3 separate regions of the Sus scrofa genome follow, and regions 1 and 2 are each linked to region 3. A link is a contact called in public HiChIP or PLAC-seq and promoter capture Hi-C data. All regions are on one chromosome and are shown on one strand. Each heading gives the region's core, a stretch centred on a gene start, on an enhancer-like site or on the middle of the called end of the contact. The rest is flanking DNA. Distances are from core to core; before and after follow the strand shown.

Region 1 (2,700 bases), core at 45-2,544, 450 kb after region 3:
AAATCCAATCATGCCTTATTTTTCTCAGGGAAAGCTAAAAAGCTAAAAAGTTCCCAATTCCTAATCCGTACTTTTTAAAAATCCTACCGCTGGTTCTAAAGAATGAATCAAACCCACAAATAAGCATTTTGCATTTACCCCCAAACTGGACTCCATAAACACTTTACAGATTTCATATTTACACATGCTATTTCATTATAATCTCTACAACAATTCTAGGCGGTTAAATAATTACTCTTAATGAACAGATCAAGAAACTAAGATTTAGGGAAGGTTAATTTGGTCAGGATTATTCAGTAGTTAAAAGGCAGAGGAATTTAGATCTGACTGCGAAGCTCTGGTTTTCATTTAACACGAGTACAAGTACTATTTTTCTTTTTCTTTCTTTTTCTTTTTTTTTGTCTTTTTGCTATTTCTTTGGGCCGCTCCCACGGCATATGGAGGTTCCCAGGCTAGGGGTCGAATAGGAGCTGTTGCCACTGGCCTACGCCAGAACCACAGCAACGTGGGATCCGAGCCGCGTCTGCAGCCTACACCACAGCTCACGGCAACGCCGGATCATTAACCCTGCCCTGAGCCAAGGGCAGGGACCGAACCCGCAACCTCATGGTTCCTAGTCGGATTCGTTAACCACTGCGCCACGACGGGAACTCCAATTTTTCTTTTTCTTTCTCTCTCTCTCTTTTTTTTTTTTCCACCCGCGGCATGTGGAAGTTCCAGGCTAGGGGGTCCAATAGGCCTGACAGCCACAGCAACGCGGGATCCGAGCCCCGTCTGCTATCTATACCACAGCTCAAGGCAACGCTGGGTCGTTAACCCACAGAGCGAGGCCAGGGATGGAATCCGCATCCTCAAGGATACTCATCTGATTCAGTTCCGCTGCGCCACAAGGGGAACTCCCACAAGTGAAATTTTCCCAAAATTTAGCAAGAAATTGCCAAAAAACTATACCCCTCAACAGGAAAACATGCGAACCGAAGAAAAGGGAAAAATAATGAAATAACTCCTAACAGCTGAAAAGGCAGACAACCCAACAGCTAAACAAGCCAAAGGGCTAACAGCATCGACTCCATCCCCAGCCTCTCTCGACTCTAATCCCACACCGGACCTCCTGTAACCCCTAGTATCTTTCCAGTTTTGGCCCAAACACTCACCTTCCAATCCCAAACCGCCAATCCGCCAAACCCCTACCCACGGAACACGGAGAAACTTCCCGAGGCTCCCTAACAGATTCCTGAGGCCGCTGTGTGTCAGCCCACTTCCGGCACTGGCAGATGACGCAGGATGTAGTCTCCGCCCCTTCCGCCCAAGGAGTGGCCGAAGAACCCGGATTGAGCGCGGGCAGTTAAATTGGAATTATGTATGTTTGATTCGCTCTGTAGAGGTTCTTATTTGGCTCCCAACTATTTTCATTTTTCGGGGAGGCAAAGAATTTTAGCAGTTTCTCAGGTCGAAGGAGGTTTGTTTCTATGACAAATGAAGGCCGCAGAAAGTAACAGTTTTCCAAGAGGTCAGAGCGTTAGATACCCAAGTGAAGTGCTCATGGAATCCCTGGGCTGACCGTTACTCCAAAGAACGTGGAAGTATCGGTTTCACCGCTGATTTCCACGTAGAAGAGCAGTTTTCAGATTATGGATTTCAGATCGTTTTAATACCTGTGCCGCCGGCAGTGGAACAGCCGCCTCCTGCCCTTTGCATAATGTTTGCTTTTCGACCCTTTCTCACTTAGGTACCTGTCATCCTTCTCAGCCTCTCCTTTTACTCGTTTTAAAGCACAGGCGGACTTGCAGGCAGCTACATCCAACTACTGCCACTTAAAGCTGAGGGATTTAGGTAGTGGTGGCTGTTTACCGACCCTCCTTTGGTCCCATGTATTCTCTAGAAGAACAAAACGACCTGCTCAGTGGAATCCTTTCAAAGATCAAACTATTAGTGAGACATTATCGTTGGATGTACACATTTACATTCGTTTGCTTCTTTCATAGCAGGCATTTTACTAATATCAGAATGAGAGGAAGAAAATGAAGTTGTTACAATTTAGAAAATACATATTCGTTATCTATTACAGTTAATTGGAGAAGCAGGTTTCTTTCTTCCCAACATGCATTATTTTGGTTTCTTATTAAGCAGGCAATACTGCTCTCTGGTCTTCCATACGGAAACTTGGGAACTTTGAGCTTCGCATTACACTTCCAGGAGGAGTTCCAACTGCCGGCACCTCCACAGACCAACTTGAGAGATTTAACTCAATCTTCCCAGTCTTCTTAGCTCCCTGTTGTAAAAATTTCAGGAAACACAGTGGAGTGTCCTGCTTCTTCCTCCACAGACAGGCTAAGACAGAACATACAAGTATTTTGACCATCTTAAAAAATATCTCTCCTGTCAGCCAAAGGGAAGAGGTAACCCAAAAGAAGAATCAAAATAAGCTTTGCTCCAAGAAGTATTAGATAAAACCATTGTTATCATAAGAGAAAGATTATGGAGTGATCCAAAAAGTATAACTTTAATCATTGCAAGCTGACCTGGATTCCAACTCTCAAGCTTGAGATTTCAAGAAGATGCTGGCACTTAATGCAGTCTATGGAGATCAGGAGGAATTAACACATGCAGAATACAAACGGCTCCTGGGACCCTACAGAGGGGTAGAGTAAAGACAAGTTGTAGCAAGGAGATCCAGAATTTCAACAAGAGTTCATGTTG
Region 2 (2,700 bases), core at 26-2,525, 420 kb before region 3:
TATGCGATCACAATTTTGGTTTTCACACTGAAGCAGTATATACTTCCCATTCAAGCTAGCTAAGTACTTGTTTAAATACGTGGGGACCTGTTCGGATTTGTGGGGTGTTACCCCCCCGCCCCCCAAGTATTGTGGCATTTCCCTGGGAAGGTAAAAGGAGTCAATTCCCGTAGTGAGTGACAGTAGCTCTTCTCTTCCACACTCAGGCTGTACATTTTTCTTTAAAATTGTGTACCCTCTGGGATCACTGTATGGTTTAGTGTCTTTGCTGTTTTACGACTCTTCAAAAGGATATCTTAAGGAAGACTATAACGGGGGTAAATTGAAAAGTCAAGGGAGCTTTAAAATGAGAGAAAGAATTAGGAAGGGAAGCGTGAGTAGTAATGTATTCAATTGAATTTTGACTGCTAGAAACAGTGCAGTAATTCATCATTTAAACTGAACAAGGACATCAGAAACACTGGTCACACTGGAAGCACTTACTATGCATAATTTAGAGCTCACAGATAGAACTGAAGTTCCGGGACTCATGGAGATATATATATATATCCTTTTTTTTTTTAAGACTGTGCATATAAGAAGGTACAGGTAAATGAACCCTTAGGGCCACTTTGGTCTTGATCCTTGGTGGTGGGTTAATATTGAGAATATCTTAAACAAGAAATTTGGTCATTTCTCCTAGAGAATTGGCATGCTGTCATCAGGTGACAAATTTGCAAAGATCAGTGGACTTGTGGTAGGGGTGGTAAATTTAAATGCTCCTGATAAGAGTAACTATTAAACTAAAAGGACATGAATTAAATTAAACTGACATGAATCGTGCACAAGTATGACAGAAAGTAATGTTTTTGTAAGTGGTGTCTTCACTAAAGATAAGCTCCTTGATTTTGGATTACTTAGTGATAATGGAAACTGAGTGGAAATTTTGACCAAGTAAGATAAAGGTTGGTTTTCAAGGCTCTTGGTCAAATGTGCTTTGACCTTATGTGAAATTAGGATCTTCTGAACAAAGATGAGGCAAAGCTGCTTTAGTTTTGCTAAAGCAAAACTGTTGTTAATGGCTATAAATGACCATCTGCATGCTGAGTATATCAATTTTTTTTCTCATTCTGAACATCCTTTTGTGAGGCTGCATTAAATTCCTCATGTGAAGAATCTTCCATAGGTAATTAGGTTTGGGGTGTTAACACAGCTTATTTACAAGAGAATTAAAGTTGAGTCTGATTGTTTTAATGGAAAAAATATCTAAATGCTACTTTTTCTCTCCTGCAGAACATCCAGTCATGGATAAAAATGAGCTGGTGCAGAAGGCCAAACTGGCCGAGCAGGCTGAGCGATATGATGACATGGCAGCCTGTATGAAGTCTGTAACTGAGCAAGGAGCTGAATTATCCAATGAGGAGAGGAATCTTCTCTCAGTTGCTTATAAAAATGTTGTAGGAGCCCGTAGGTCATCTTGGAGGGTCGTCTCAAGTATTGAGCAAAAGACGGAAGGTGCTGAGAAAAAACAGCAGATGGCTCGAGAATACCGAGAGAAAATTGAGACCGAGCTAAGAGATATCTGCAATGATGTACTGGTGAGAATCCAACCATTCAGTCTAGCATCTATAGTGAATATCAGTTATGTTACTGTCAACTTTTTCTTTTTTTGGTTTTTCTTTTCCTTTTAAAAAAGGGGTGTTCTAGATTTCCAAGTCTTCCAGAATATCTTTACTAAAAGATGTTAAAACAGTAGTGGTTAAATTAAGTTGGTATAAAATAAATGCAATGATGATTATCAATCATTTCACATAGACTGCCAGTGTATTTTTTTTCTAATGGAGAAGATAATAGTATTTTTCAGTTGTGGTTAGAGTATTTGTGGTAGTTCTATGGCTGATTTTCTTAAAAGTAAAAAATACACTGCAGGAATTTTATATGTCTTGTTTTATGTAAGATGTAATGGGAGACATTGTAGCCTTCCCTGAGCTAGCCACTATAATGTTAATGTAGTGAGTCAGCCATGGTGAAAACTGGCTTAGCAGTTGCTTTTCTTTCTTCCTGCTTTTAAGTGTTGAAAGTCATCTTTGAACATTGACAACCACAATAAAAGATTATCTCAAGCTTTATTTTCCAGGTTCACTCAAGAAGTATTTTAAGTATTCAGTCCCTACTGTGTTGAATGGCTGCTTTTTTAAATACCTTAGAAAAATTGAACATTACATTTTGGCTGTTTTAACATTTTCTTAAAAATGGTAACTTTCTATTTCAGAAGAGTTTCAATCTGAGGATAAACTGGTAGAAGATCGACCATTTAGCATATAACATCCTATATATGCTAATACTTTCCCTTTTTAATGAACCAGGCATTTTTGCACTTAAAGTGGGTTTTACTAAATGATTACCCTTATATTGTAGGACTTTAGGTTATACATTGGGTCTCATTATGGCAGCGCTCTTGTATACAGTATCCCAATTTCTCTGAAAATCCAGCTGCACTACTTATTATTTGATCGTTGTTCATGGAAGAACTGCTGTAATGAGCAGTACAGAATTATTTCTGCTGTTGTGGGTTTGGGGTTTGGTACAGTTGTAGTGGTATTCTTTTACATTAATGGAATAGCTTCAGTTCCTAAATTGAATATTTTTCTCAAATGTTAATTTTCTTTAGGCTCTCTTTTAAAGGACAGTTATCTTAACATGGCCTCACAGTCTTCATGT
Region 3 (2,700 bases), core at 46-2,545:
TGCCAGCCTACACCACAGCCACAGGAATGCTAGATCCGCACTGTGTCTGCACCCTACACCACAGTTCATGGCAACGCCAACTCCTTAACCCACTGAGCAAGGTCAGGGATCGAACCCGAAACCTCATGGATCCTAGTCGGGTTCATTAACCACCAAGCCATGACAGGAATTCCCTCTACATCTTTTTAACTCAAACAAAAGCAGTAATTTATGAAGATGGAGAGATTCATTTGAATAGATGTAATGAATAGGCTCTTGGAGTGTTTGATAAATCAATTAAGGAAAAGTAGAGAATTTATAAACACACTGGGAGAAAGTTGGAATCCTTTGCTGATTTGACACAACTTATAGGCATCAATGAAGATATAAACTCAACATACAAAACCTCAGGGAGTATCTCAATGGCAAATTGGTTAATAAATGTCATCAATTCAGAAAGTATTTAATATTTATGATTAGTTGCTGCATGAGAAAATGTGAAATGCCTGAAATCTTATATGAAAGAGGTTTAATAGAGGTTTTCTCAAATTTGACAATAATCCCTAACATTTACATGGCATTGCCAGGAACAAACTGTTAGGCTGAGTAACAGCCCTTGAAAGATGGACATGAGACCCCCTGGAGGGTGGCTTGGCTGGGAGAGGATACTAGAATTCAGGGGAGGGAGGATCACTGAACATGGCAAGCCTTGGCTGTAGGACTGAACTTGGTAAACTTAAAAGTAAATGAACTTCCCACCACCCACCACATTTTTAGTTTTGGCCGGACACATGTTGGATTTCATCTGGGAATCCTAAAAAGTGGGATGTTTAAGCATTCAAAGCCATTTTGAAAAAAAACTCAGGGTCATATTTTAGAATGACAGCAGCCAGTCATTGGGTGCGTTTTTAGAGACGACTTACCTAAATAATACATCAATTGGGTGCGTTTTTAGAGACGACTTACCTAAATGTCAGCAATTATTAATTGATGCCTACAGCTGTAGGTAAAACTGTCCTTGCCTTTGAAGCCTTCTTTTAGCTGAGAGGTGAAAGACTTCTTTAGAAAAGGACGTGAAAAGTGCAAAATGCTCCTGGACTCAGATCGACGAAACCTTTTTCGGTTCTCTTTCTCTTCTTCCCCTGCCGCAGTTTTGATACTTCGCCTAGTTCAAAGTGGACTCACCTAGTCTTTGAGTCAAAGCGGGCCTAGCCGCCCTGCGGGCCGCCCGCCTCCAGGGGGCGCGCCGGCTGCGGCGGAGCACAGCCGCTCTGGCCCAGCAGGGCGCCCCTCTCGTCTCAGTGGCCGACCCCTCCCCTCCGCCCGCCGCTGCCGTCGCCGCCGCCGCTGCCGCCTCCGCAGTCGCCGCGGGGAAGGTGTCGCTGTCGCTGGTGCTTGGCAACTCCAAGGTACCTGGGCCGTGGCGAAAGCCACTGACATCTCCCCTGCCGTTTGGCCGAGGGCCCTGAGGGGCGAGGGCGCCCTCGGGGAGCCAGGCCGGTCGTGGCGCGACGGGTGGCTTTCTCGCGGGGCTGTGCTGATCCCGAGGGCTGGGAAGGGCCTGCGAGGGTTCTGGGGGCTTGTGGGTAAAGGCTCCGCTGTCAGCCGCGGCTGGCGGGCGTGCGTGCTCGCGGGGCATCGGGAGGTCAGGGGTGCGAGCAGAAGACTCGGGCGGCTGTCACGGCGTCGGGCCCAAAAAGGTGCGTTGTCTCCGCGTTGGCACGGACAGTACGTGGCCGATGACGAGGAACCTGCAGTCTAGTCATACACAGAAGCTGCTGAGATGCAAGTGACCTGTCCCTTTGTCACAAGGCCCTGGGTGCCTGGGTTCAAAGATAGCATTGCTTCTTATTAACAGGTTGTCTTCCAGTAGGGCTCTGCCTCGAGAAAAATATTTATTTAAAATAAATACATATGTATTTTAAAAATAAATGCAAATGTATTTATTTTAGTGTTCAGACTTGGCTACAGAATGTAAGGAGATGAAAAGTACACCATTAAATAGTAACACTTCTCACTCTTTAAAAAATGACAGTGGTACCAAGGGGCTTCTCGCTTAAAGAGTTGTCATATGACTGGTTGTAGGAATTGTAATAGCTCTCTTCTTCAGTGCTTACTGTATGTCATTGTGCTGAGTGCCTTAAAATCTAATATCCTGGTATAATCCTTAGCAACACTAGGAAGTACCGCCATTTCCATTTTACAGAGAGGGAAACTGAGACACAGAGCATCTGACTTGTCCGTGGTCGGACAACTAGAAAAAGGTGAACGGGGGTTTGAACCTCATCTCCCTTACTCCACTGTTCCTGCTTGTTATCTGTCCAAACGTGTTCCATAAGAGTTATATTGGTTTATTAATTTGACTTGTAGCTTGAATTCATTTCTCTTGGCTTAATTTTCATGGCTAAACACAAGAGTCCTATACCAACTCCTTTATAGTTTAAAAAATGAGTGTAATGAGAAAAATGGGAGTGCCATTTTGGCTCAACGGGTTGAGAACCTGACAGAGTCCATGAAAATGTGGGTTTGATCCCTAGCCTCGCTTAGTGGCTTAAGGATCTGAGGTTGCACGAGCTTCAGTGTAGGTCGCAGGTGAGGCAGGGGTGTGGCTCGGATCCCGCGTTGCTGTAGCTGTGGTGTAGGCTGGCAGCTCAGATTCAACCCCTAGCCTGGGAACTTCCATATGCTGCAGGTGTGGCCCTAAAAAGAAGAATGTTTGCT

The links. Promoter capture Hi-C pulls out the DNA fragments that hold promoters and counts their contacts. HiChIP or PLAC-seq counts read pairs in DNA pulled down with a chosen protein or histone mark.
Region 1: a contact with region 3 is called in a promoter capture Hi-C map of fetal liver, with 5 times the contacts expected there. The contact joins the promoter of POLR2K here to the promoter of ANKRD46 in region 3. A contact is called at or near these places in 2 of 5 promoter capture datasets (fetal liver and liver), 3 of 47 Hi-C or Micro-C datasets (liver and psoas muscle) and 1 of 2 datasets of contacts at active chromatin or transcription factors (alveolar macrophages).
Region 2: an H3K27ac HiChIP or PLAC-seq map of alveolar macrophages shows a contact between it and region 3. The contact joins the promoter of YWHAZ here to the promoter of ANKRD46 in region 3. A contact is called at or near these places in 1 of 5 promoter capture datasets (fetal skeletal muscle), 2 of 47 Hi-C or Micro-C datasets (heart right ventricle and liver) and 1 of 2 datasets of contacts at active chromatin or transcription factors (alveolar macrophages).

Annotation. Positions count from the first base shown.
Region 1 is chr4:36,851,328-36,854,027 of Sscrofa11.1, forward strand. POLR2K (DNA-directed RNA polymerases I, II, and III subunit RPABC4) reads right to left here and starts at 1,295. Exons shown (of 4, transcript XM_003355012.5): 1 at 1,155-1,295.
Region 2 is chr4:35,978,552-35,981,251 of Sscrofa11.1, forward strand. It overlaps YWHAZ (tyrosine 3-monooxygenase/tryptophan 5-monooxygenase activation protein zeta), which reads left to right and starts at 1,276. Exons shown (of 5, transcript NM_001315726.1): 1 at 1,276-1,577. The coding sequence starts at 1,284.
Region 3 is chr4:36,399,343-36,402,042 of Sscrofa11.1, forward strand. ANKRD46 (ankyrin repeat domain 46) reads left to right here and starts at 1,296. Exons shown (of 5, transcript NM_001243356.1): 1 at 1,296-1,388.